Regions from separate parts of the Bicyclus anynana genome. Here region 1 is linked to region 2. A link is a contact called in public Hi-C data. All regions are on one chromosome and are shown on one strand. The core of a region is the stretch at or near the end of the contact, and the rest is flanking DNA. Distances in the headings are between cores, read along the strand shown. Region 1 holds the start of LOC112058407 (protein 4.1 homolog). Region 2 overlaps LOC112058407 (protein 4.1 homolog).

Evidence for each region. A called contact is a pair of places that touch in the nucleus more often than the background predicts.
Region 1: a contact with region 2 is called in a Hi-C map of whole larva, with 6 times the contacts expected there. The contact joins the promoter of LOC112058407 here to the enhancer-like site in region 2. A contact is called at or near these places in 2 of 2 Hi-C or Micro-C datasets (whole body and whole larva).

Annotation. Positions count from the first base shown.
Region 1 is chr2:19,021,534-19,027,770 of ilBicAnyn1.1, reverse strand. It overlaps LOC112058407 (protein 4.1 homolog), which reads left to right and starts at 3,417. Exons shown (of 18, transcript XM_052888610.1): 1 at 3,417-3,755. LOC112058406 (vacuolar protein sorting-associated protein 28 homolog) reads right to left here and starts at 1,042. Exons shown (of 7, transcript XM_024099207.2): 1 at 841-1,042; 2 at 677-737. The coding sequence starts at 847.
Region 2 is chr2:18,979,062-18,985,449 of ilBicAnyn1.1, reverse strand. The region is part of intron 1 of LOC112058407 (protein 4.1 homolog); the gene reads left to right. Among protein-coding and RNA genes, the nearest start is that of LOC112058407, 42 kb to the left of the region's middle. Within about 2 kb of position 4,834, at least 5 of the 8 cell types and tissues checked have open chromatin away from gene starts, as enhancers often do.

The sequences.
Region 1 (6,237 bases), core at 2,168-4,667, 44 kb before region 2:
GAATTTTCTAAATCTTTAGGTGTGTGAAGTTTGCCATTCTGCATTGAGCTAGTGTGGTGGACTATTAGCCTTACCCCTCTCAATTTGAGAGGAGACTCATGGTCAACAGTGAGCCAAATATGGGATGTTAATGACGATAGCATTGTCAACCACATGCCCAGCATTAATGATAACAACACTAACTACTGTCTCCAAAGAACATAGAGATGAAAAGCCAATTTAAAAAATCATGCCCAGTTTTAATATTGCAATTAATCAATTTATTAATTCACAAACGTAAGGCTGTTATGTCACATGAAAAAACTGACTTTACACCAAGTGTATACAATAAATCAGTTTTACACACCAACATACAGTCTGACAAGTGTCTAGTCACTTTTGTACACTTTACTACTTTATCATTGGACTTACAAAGCCAAAGAATCTTTTAAGAGTAAACTAAATTGTATAGTCGAGTTACTCACATTGCAATCATCAAAAACATCAAATAGGTATTCTTTAATTTCCTATAATTTCTTTATTTCCTAAACATAATATATATAACAAGATCATTGGTCATAGAGATTCCACATAATAACAAAATATTAGTATATATAATTATATAGCCATAATAAAACAAAGAAACATTTCCCCTAAAACACAATAAGTATAAAATAACATAGTAATGATTGCTTACTTTTCGCGCTCTCTGGCATTTCTGTAAAGTTTCACCTCTTCATACAGTTCTGGTCTTGTGTCTGGAGAATATAACGAACAGTTAACAAATATAAGCAAAGGGATTCTACTTTGTGTGGCAATCAATAAAGATTAGAGGATAGGAAGTTGTGACTGACTCAATACCTTGCATGACTTGTTTTTCTTTGAATTATTGTTATAATCCCTGTGTCGCTTGTAACAACTTACTATTTACTAGAATCAACGTAACATGAGCGGTATTTAAAGCATTAATGATAAAATTCAACTATTTTATCCAAGAGAACACCTTGAAACTCAAAGGAAAACAACAAAATTCTTCTTCATTTCATTTCATATTCATAGCTTGTTGACATTTGACAATTAAATTGACATTTGACGATGACTTTTGTTCGAATGACATGTAATTTTTAGGATCATAGACAATAGTGTAATATTTTACAAAAAGCAACAAGTATGAGAGAAATGGACATGCATTATTTCCCCCTTGCGCTGCAATAATAAATGTCCAATAGGGTAGGGGTAGGAGTAGGGTAGGGGTAGGGGTAGGGTAGGGGTAGGGTAGGGGTAGGGGTAGAGTAGGGGCAGGGTAGGGGTAGGGTATGGTTAGAGTAGGGGTAGGGTAGGGTAGGGATAGGGTAGGGTAGGGGTAGTTGAAAGTTTTCATCGAGTTTCACGCGGACGAAGTCGCGGGCGTTCGCGTCCGTATTGATAAAAGTAAAGGATTTATAAAACTTTATTTAAAAACATGTATTTTTTTATATTTATTATTATGGGGAACAGCAACAAAAACCAACCTAAACATCATTCAGAGAGCACAAAATAAAATTATTAAGGTTTTATTTCATTACGACTTTCTAACACCTACCAATAAAATATACAAAGAAACAAAATTACTTAACATAAAGCAAACATACATATATAGCACTTCAATTCTGATTCGGAAAATACTAAATAAAGATCTACATTCAAAAATCACTTTTACGAAAAAAAATCAAGTACAAAAACGAGCATTTCGCCGAGCAAATCACCTTTTACTAAGTCACAAACCTCGTACTAGCCTAGAACTATGGTAACAAAAATATTATATTTGAAGGAGCACAGATCTACAATAAGTTACCATCTGATATCAAAGAAGCTAAATCTATGTTTATTTACAAAAAGAAATTAAAATTTTATTTATTGAATAACATGTCATTGTAACACATGCCGCATCCAGTAAGCTATAATCTTTGTTTCATTAAAACTAGTCAAGTATACTACGTAAGAAGCCGGTAACAAACATGTAATTTAAAATCTACCCGCATTCTTTTTTTTTTCTTTTTTTTTAGCAATTATTTATTTTGATTTATTGTATGTAGGATTTAAGTCTAATTAGTATGTACACACGTGAATAATTACCTTAGTGAGTTAATTGTATTTCTCATATAAGCGAATTTTATGTAATTCTTTTGAGAAAATAAAGATCTTAAACCACATATTTTCCAAACATCAAACAGGCTGTCATCCATTTCGTGACGTCAGAATGTAACAAAATGTCAAAATGTCAATGTGACACTTCTAACAAGTTGTTATTTGATAGGATTCCTTATTCTTTTTCTTTAATTTAATGGCTTTTGGTTATGCTAAGACAGCACAATTTACTTTGCCAATGTCGCGTACTTTGGAGAGAATAGGTTAAATTATTTATCAGTTTATCTATGATACAATAGTTGGATTACTTTGTTAGCTACCATCTACAACACAAAAAGGAATACTTATAGTACATAAATATATATAATATATAATGCATAAAAGACAAACAAATGAGATATATAAGGCTATGAAAGAATACCATAATTATAATTTAATGTTGTTATGTTTGATATATTTACATAAGAATTTGATATGTTATCGTGATGTCGTGAAACAAAAAACATAGACCATATGGTTGATAGCGCTTTGGCTCGTATTTTCATAAAAATATTTAAAAATTAAAAATTCTCGTAATCACGTCGCAAACAATATTTTTTCCGTCTATTTATTATTTATTTATTGATATACCAACAATGACAACAAAAAAAATTAATAATCTATACACAGATAAACTTAAAAAGTACTAGTGCTAGACGAAGCCATCTTTTAAAGGTATATACAGCATTGTTGTCTGTTGTCCGGTTAAATTTAAAAATTAAACTACAAATTACATTTACGTTAAGTGTGGTGAGTGAGTGAGTTACGTCTAGGAGAATGATAACTAAAATTAACATACATTGATCTCAGAAGCTCTCACTCTCCTTTATTACATAACTTTTCGACAAAAATATAATATGCATAAAAGTGCAAAAAAAAAAACAGCAATTATAGTTTGTGAAATATTATTTTTGCAGTTTTCTAATAAAAGTATTCAAGTAAATAAAAATAAAATGATAACAATGTCAAAGGCATTGTTAAACTTTATCAATTTATAATCAAGACCATAGTCTTATCTATTAGCTTACCTACTTGATGACTTTGCTCTGCTTCACTATGGTCAGTATATTTTTGCCAATAATATTTTACAATAAATTATTTAGATTTTTATTTCAGGGATCGAATTGGAAAATATTATAATTTTTAATTATATTTTTTTGTGTAATGTAAATTCAAGTTTTAGAGACGAGCTAATTAATAATTTTTAACATTTTTTAGGCATGACGTAATGATTCAACATGGCGGATGACGCGAGCTTCCCTGCCCCCGCCCGAGCCCGCGCTCCGCAAATTGTAGTTTCCTCGGAATCGGTTGGGCAACGTAACTGCCACTCGTCTCGAATGATTTCACATTGCGAGATTGCGATGAATGAAAATATTAATCACGGTGAATAGCCGCTCCCAGAGTTTACACATAAGAACTTGTTATTTAGACCTAAAGTGTAAGTGCATGTGAGTTCTAAAGGTGGATTCGTGGTAATTGAGTGATATCCAGTTCTACCTTTACAATCGTGAACTTCCCATGTTTACGTGCTGAAACACGGCACACAGTGAGTTCTTGGAGCTCCGGTTCTTCTGGTTGCCGATTAATGGGATCTTGTTACTAAACAGGTCAGTTACTTTACGCTTCAAACCTCATAACTGCATCCCAAACCCAAAACAAATATATTTGAACACTTAAAACCTTAATTATCTGAATGACTGCTTTGGATTCAAGTTAAATCCACATTATAAATGACGATTGTTTTACTCTTACGAAGTATGTATTTGTTCTTATTGGAATTTATATGAAAAACCGCTATGTACCTAATACGATTTTGGATATTGCTTTCGATTCGTAGGGCTTGCAGGGCGCGGCGGCTGTGGCCTACTTTTTATAGAGTACTACGTACTGTTACTACAATAAACACACTCTTTGCCGTGTCTACGGTGTTTGTAAGCCATACTCCATTATGACGTACTTATCTTCGCAAAAACATAGCAATTACAGTTTGTGAAATGGTATTGTAACATGAAAAATATGTGTTGAGTGTTTGTTGAAATATAAATCAGTAGATTAATTTACTTGCGGTAAATTAACGTTAGTAGGTATATTACATACAGGAAAGTGTGCAATTATTATCTCGAATTATAATTATAGTTATTCTATTTATATCTTGTATTTTTTATTATTCATTACAGAAGTTTCCATTTCAAATATAAATAAACACTATCTTGTCACTAACAAAAGTGCAAAAAAACAAGCAAGAAAATTCAAAAAAAATGCTCTATAGAATGTAATGGTATTTTAATAAAAACTTTTAAATCAACTGTGTCAATCAAGCTAAGAGTAAGGTTGTAGAAAGTTATTCAATGTGTTGCTGGGACAGAACCACCTCTGTTGTATGAATACTCCATAAAAATACACAAGTACATATTTTTAAATTAAATTATTATAAACTCATAATCATTTGAAGCTGCAGCTAAACATGAAATGTAATTATTAACCAATGGATCCCCACTAGAATATAGGTTTTCTGTGATAATTTCCAAACTGTCATAAGTTGCCTGTATCAGGCATTACCTTGCAACCAGTTTGATATCACAAGTCTTAGGAGAGTTGCCTCATTACGCTTGCTAGTGAGGGTCACTATTCTAGCAACATAACTCAGACTCAGAGAGCACACTGAGCAGTCAGCCTCTGCCATTACCATTAACATCTGATAGTGGTTCTTAGCAATAACACGCATTGGAGCAATGTGGTAAGTCTAAGCTGGACATCTTCTCCTATAAGGAGGGAGGTATGGCCCAGTTGTAAGCTGTTAAATTGGGCTGATAATGATGTCCATTGGTTTTTTGAATGACAAGTCCAACTAATTGCCCTTTCATGTTTCTATTACAGTAACTTTGGAGACAAAATTTTAATTACCTTAAATGTAAACCACAGTTGTGGTCAGTTTTATAATGTTATGTTTGTTAACAACAAGGCACATTATAAACCAGTTGCATGTGCATACAGGTGGTAGTGATGGCATGGTCATTATATTTATTGTACCTAAAGATAACACAGTTATTATATGTAGTGAACTTATACTACTTAAGTATACATATTACATACTGGCTGTTGTTATTGACAGAGTTGACTGTAATTGTATAAAAGTATCTCAGTATAATTCTATGTGTCTGTAAGGGCAACTAGTAGTTGCCCTGTAAAATATTTTAGAGGGGCTTACACCTGCACAATTTAGCATTTCGTAACTTGAGAGGGGGCTGTTCTAACTGCACATTTGGTGTGTACTAAAGGAATATTCTTTAATTTTGTTTAAGTGGACGCCCCCACGACTTCTTCTTGCCTTTGGACCTCCTTAATCTGGCCCTACAGCAAAATCCATTCTTAGACATTTACTAACTATAAACCACCTCCCTGCCAAATTTCATCTTTGTACATAAAGTGGTTTTTGAGATTTTGTGATGATTTTTCATATTTATATATTAAGATATAAACACAATGCTGAGTGTAGACTATTTTGGTACCATGCATTAATATCATCTTTTCATTTTACTTAGTTACTATATTTTCATTACTATTTCTTTCTTTTTGTATAAACATGCTTGTTCTTTCCTAGACTAAATTGGCTATATTATTACAGAGTTGTGGTAATTAGAGGGGTCTGAATACAATGACTATTATAGTTGTGTACACATAATGATATTATTTAGTTAATCAAACCAATGATCACAATGATTTTGATCACAAAACCGTGATGACATCACCAGGAAGGCATCAGCTCAACTCAATGCAGCCATGATGTCACTGGGCCATTTTAGTTGGATAATAATAAAAGGTTGAGGCTACATTGTGCCAAGGTCCAATCACTTGAGGCAAGAATTGTGTCCATTCACAAATGTTGTTATCTTAACAACTGAATCATTCATTAATCAATAAAAGTTGAGATAATTACTGTAATACAGAGATACTCAGTAGTATAAGAGAGTTGATTACAAAAACTAATTAAATATATGTATAATACATTTATTATTCACTGTTTTAATATCCAAGTTCTAGGGATCAGGGTATTCTGTACCTCTAGTAGTAGTAGTAGTAGTAGTATAA
Region 2 (6,388 bases), core at 3,585-6,084:
ACTGACTTATTTACTTCCTTCGGACGCTATAGGCCTTTGTGGCCTTTGTGGTATAGGTAGATAAAAATATGAAAAATATAAATTCGTGTATTAACAATGAGTTAAAAAAAATAAAAAACGCCCTTTATATTTTACTTATATTAAAACTTTTCCTGAAAAAATATGTATTCAAATCGCATCAATAGTTTTTATGATATACGGACATACAAACAAGCCCATGACTCGAGTCTCGAACTCCAGGACCTTGTTGCCCGCAGCTGTCTATTTTTGCCACTAATGAGTCGATTTCTTTTGGTTATCAACAATAAATTCGTAAATACAAGATAACCGAAGCAATAAATCATGTCCGTCACTCGCTTGGCGCCCTGCCAGCCAGATAACGTATAGCGGGTTCAAATCCCGCGCCGATGGATATTGTTTGTTGATTGCAACGTTATTGGAATTTATGTGTGTGTGTTATTTAATGTGTGATTACACACAACGTATGTATTGTTATTTATTGTTTAATATATGTATTTCTACATTAATCGTAAGTAAAGTATTACTTCTTCTCTAAGGCATTAGACAATTTAGACATAATAAGTTATTTCAATTCTTGTGTGACGAGGAAAGCTGATCCAATTGTCTCTAAACATCTTCTATAGAAAAATAACTAATCTTCGACTTAATGGCGTGTTTTAACACATTAAAACTTCCCGGGTTATATAGAAAGAGGGGCCTACGCACACTCTCGGATATATTTCGTAGGTGATAAGGATTTTCCGATTATGTCCGTTTTCTTTCGCTCCGTTCTTCTGACCCTAGGGCTCGACTTTGATCTTCTTCATAGCTCGCCCAAAACTTCTCGAACTCCTGATACTGCTTCAGTGACTTGAGAATCTACAACACAATTAGAAAGAAAGTAAGATCAGAGTCATACGATCGTTGTAAATGAAAAGGATTGATGGACTAGTTAAACCGTAGATATTCGTATGTATTGAACACATATGATAAATTTGGTTTCCTTGGTTGAGAAAATTTCGCTCATCGTCGAGATATTATCATAGCATGTTGCACAGCGCGCAGACGGCTGCATCCTCGGCAGTTTCACATCGGAAGTTATTATAATGCATGTCGGTTTGTATACCGTACAACCATACAGCATTTCGATAGCACAATGTAGGCCGCCGCACGCCGGAAATTGCGTCAAATATTCTATTTACACCTATTTCTATGCATAAACAATGGTACAAGTATGCTGTGTCAGGTTATTTGTGTTTTCTTGTATTGCTGCTCGTTTAGCGAGCTTACTGAATATAGCTCCACCCTTTCCCTTTCTTTACTATTGGTAATACTTGCATAGTTTTTGAAATCATTGAAATTCCCTATTTTTTTACTGAACTTCTTGGGTATTTTTTTAAGTTTTACCTTTTGAACACAGTAATATTTTAATGCAACCAAGGTACTGGAGCCGAACTAGAATCTCGCCCCCGAACTCAAAAAGTCCCCGCTCTTTAGATGTCTAATCTCCAACATTGCGCGTTTTGCTTAGTGGAGAGGCAGAGAGGAATATTGGCCACGACTGATTTTCTTTGGCGTAAAGGGCAACAATTTTAAAAATTGGATGTCCAAAATATCAGATCACAGAAGCTATGTCCAAAAGAGAACGCTATCAATAACGTTTAGTCGAGTAACAGTCACAGAAATAGAAGTCTTTGTTTAATGTTCTGTGTAATAACACCTTTTCTTTGAAAAATGTGGGTTCTTAAATACTAGTAAGCATTTTAGTTTTACAAGTTCTCTAATGTTCAGATACGGTTTTGTTTCAATAGTAGGTAGGTACGAGTGTATAGACCTTGGTTTCAGGTACTTGTGAACAAAATTTGATTAGTATGATAAAGAGCTAGGCACTAGCCAGTAAATTGGAAGATTGGCCTGGCCCACTTCAGGGTTAAAATATTCTGATGTTGTCTCGATGAGTTGCTTAGCAAACTTGTTACTAACCATGACTTACATAAATGACGTCTCATTATAAGGTTGATGCAAAATAATGATGATGAATGATAAAAAAAGAAGAAGAAGTACTTTATGGCACACAAAAATACAATAATAAATAAAAACAAAAATGAAAAAGAATGAAAAATGAATATATAAAAATATTTTCCCGAATATGTGTGGCTACGACATCGAATCTCATCTGTTTATAATCTTCAAGTTAATTAAGTCTCGTCCATGGGATGTTTGGATGATGTTTTTATTTAGTAACTAGCAAACGCTGGGCAGTTTCACCCTCGTGGTTTCCGTTTCTGTAGGAATACAGGGATAAAATATAGCCTATAGCACTCGGGCATAATGTAACTTATAAATATCTTATAAATCTTTTAGGAATGCTCTACTTGTATGATTTTAGTCGACCAACTATCTACGAGTAAAATATGCATAAAAATTGCACAGGTTTAGAAAGATTCCTTGAAAAACAGGGAACAGGGCAGGGAAGTTGAGTGTTGATGCATTCTAAAGGGATCCCATAAACCTACTCTCAAGGTCACAAGTCCTGGGACATGCTCGAGGTGTTTCCTCTACCACAAAATAATGGAACAATCACTGTCGCTACCCGTCACGTCCAACTTTTTATTTTGTTGATTGTAAATTTTTGTGTAGTCGTAATTAGCAATTTGTATCTAATTAATACAGTAATCACTTCATTTGCTGATTCCAATTTCAGTTGTAATAAGGTAAAATCGATAAAAACTGTTTCAGAGGTAACGAATTTATTGCCGTGAGTCAGTGATTAGCACCGAGCAGTTAAAGTGGCCGTAAATTAGCACGAACTGCAGTCCGAGTCCGCCCCGAGTCATACGCCATGAATCACTTATCGCTAATACTGATGTATCTGTTGATAAGGGCTGGACTAATATTTCATCTATACTATTTATATTACCCATATTCAACCCATATTCGGCTCACTGTTGATCTCGAGTCTCCTCCCAGAATGAGAGGGTTTAGGCCAATAGTCTACTACGCTGACCCAATGCGGATTGGCAGACTTCACACACGCAGAGAACTAAGAAAATTCTCTGGTATGTAGGATTTTTTACGATGTTTTTCCTTCACCGTTTGAGACCTCTGATATTGAATTTCTTAAAATGCACACAACTGAAAAGTTGGTCCATTTAAGAAATTGATGAAAGATGCATTCTGAAAGGATCCTTTAAACTTACTGTCACAAGTCCTGAGACCTGTTCGAGGTGTTTCCTCTACCACAAAATAATGGTACCCGACGTGTCACACGTCTGTATAAAAAGTATTCGAAAGCAGAGAATTACAGCATTCGATGTATAATATTAAAAAGTACGAGCGATGAGTAATAATGGTCTATGTTAAGTATAGAGCCCATAATGAGTGCTCTATTCACAGCGCGGCTCCGTCTCTGCTGAGAGTCAATTCATTTCAAATTACGTGGGCATGTACTTGCACGGTGAACTAGAAAAACGTAGTTCGTTGTACTTGTTATTGTGATTTCACCTACCTTTTTGTAGGCAAGCACGGAATAAATAGATTGACTATTGACAAAGGAAAATGTTGGTACGCAGTCCTTTGATAGCCTCCAATAGCTAATTTGTTTTGTTATTTTCCCTAAAATTTGATATTTCGTATATTTCGTATCGCATGTTTGTGATTTTTCCTCCACTGTATTAATTGCAAAGTTCTTTATAGTCAACGATTGGCGAATAAATATCACTATAAAGTGACGTGCACTTTATATATATTTGCAAATATGCACTGCCTAGGACTTACAAGGTATTTAATAAATTAACCGTTTTCTATAATTAGTGTATTGTGTTTTAGTGCTTCCTTAATTAACTGTAACTAAAATTACTTTGAGTAAGCAACACAAATCGTTGATAATATTACAACAATAACTCCGTCCACACATTGATGTGTTTGTCTGTGTGTGTGTCACATATGGGCCCATTCCGAGCACGTGACAATGCCACCGGTGATGTAACCAGTACCCAGTACCCACAACAATGGCCCTCCGTACAAGTTAGTCGCTACTCGCTCCAACGTAGCATTCGATCACGTAGCGATGCCCGTGTGAAGACTGACTTCCCTTAGATGCCTTCATTGGAATATCATTTTTCAGATGACAATTATACAATGAGTGGATTTATGTGTTTTTAAAGATTACCGCGCGATTCTTTTTGATTTTTGGTATGAAGAGTATCCTTTCTATTTTTGTTTCATTTACTTATACTAGTACATTATGTCGGTGTTAATAATAGAGGTAAAGTTTGTTATGATGCGATAATCTCTGGATCTACTGAACCGATTTTGAAAATTCTTTAACCAATAGAAAGCCACGTTATATGTGAGTGTCATGTGCTATATTTTATCTCCGTACTCTTACAGGAATGGGGTAAACGCGGGGGTCCGCTAGTACCAAGATAAAGACAAATAACTCGATATGATGAGATGTCAGAATAAATGATGTCGATTAGGAGCTTTACTTACATGTGCACACCATCAGTTAAATATTCTTAACTTTGGTGATAATAGCTAGGCACTTAGCTTGGTGAAAATCTATCTAAGCCTAAGTAACTTTCTCTAAGGTGATCTTACTCTAATTCGCCTGACGCCTTTGACACTACTTTCCAAAGACTAAACTTTATAATTGGCTACCGTATTTACCTACTGAAGGTAGATAGCAAACTATCAGCTTTTATAAGATGATGGTCTGTGGATCACAATCTCTTGTTCTATCTGTCGAGACCCAAATGAATGCAAAGCTATCAAACAGTTGTTTTGTAAGTTGTCGTAACATTGAGGAGCAGCGAAGTGAATGCAGGTCGCGTATAATTGCATACGTGTGAACGTAAACAATGGCCGCGTACGTAGCCGCAGCTACTAGGGATGTTACGAAGATTCGACTTCGATTCCGAACAATCGTAATGTTCGACTGATTTTAAATATCCGACTCCGACTACATAAAGAATTTGTAGGGAGTCAAGAAGGCGGCCCGGGAACATGCGAAGAGCAAGCACCGGGCCCGCCCTCCCACTGATTCGGCTCGAATGACTGCGAAGTCTGAGGGGCCATGGGAGGTGGTGGGTTGACTCCGACTTCAGCTGCGCTAGTTTTCTAAACTTCAAGTCTTTGATTATTTCAAATAGGCTTCATTTACAAGCATTTTTAGAAGGTCATGTGTTTCTTAGAAGTGACACTACTAGTAGAAGTAGATTTAGTTAATAGTAGAGCATTTTATGACAGAGCTCGTCTGTAGCGGGAAGCACTACCACCATGCGGCATTGCACTGTCTGACGGATCTGAATGATGTCTGACTGTCTGTCTGGATCCGGTCTGACGGACATGATTGTCGGTATAATTACAGTTAGACACGGAAAAAATTTGTTCGTAGGATGGGTTTGTACTGTTGTGACATTTGTTTCCGCATCTGTCTCCGGTTCGGCTTCAGCTCCGTATCCGATAAGTTGAATATTCGGTTCCGGTAAACACTGGGTTTTCAACATCTACATCCCTAGATAGGTTTGGTACTCGTAAGTATAAGTAGTACCTGCCTGATAACTTCACAGTCAATGGCGAACGCATCGCCTTCTGCCTCGTGAGAATGGGAGAAATTCTCATTATATCCATTCAATTGCTGAGCTTGCTTTGTTGTAATCCATAACTGGAGGATTATTTTTCTAGAAAAACCATCACCAACTGCGATATTGTACTTTATGTTTAGTAGCTATAAAGTTTGTTTTACTTCGATTCAATTTGGTTACACAATTTATTAAAGCTAAGTCGGGAGACTGCGACAAAGTTTTTGAGTTCTGATTCAATACATGCCGATGCTTTCATTAAGGATACAGAATTAATAAATCCATCGTGGCTATATATATATAAATAAATTGTTAGACATGAGTAGGTACAGAAATCACATTCACGACAAGACGCTTTAAATGTTTGTATATTTTGTACAGTTACGAGAAGTTATGGTGTTTCAAACAATTTCATCTAATTGTGAGCAATTAGGATCAGGCTTCAAAGTAGAGTCGTAGTTTTTGATCTTTATCTTGTTTATGCAGCAAAGCAATAAATATTTGTGTCAACTGGTTCGGTCCCGGCTGGTTCGCAGATAATTTTTGTAATCCCAAGACCGTTAGCCATGTCTAACATAACAGCAGATTGAATTCGCATGTGTGTCCGACATTACAGTCCCGTTAGTGTTGGATCGATGATTCGCAAGACACGATACGCCACGTTTTTGTATACCGAAACTAGACATGCTTTCTAGTTGATTATGTTCCCAGCATACGGGTTTCCTTAATGTGCGATTCGTTTTAGGTGTTTCTTTTTATTAAAATTCGTTAATTCTTGCTATAAAGGAATATTTGCAACGTCA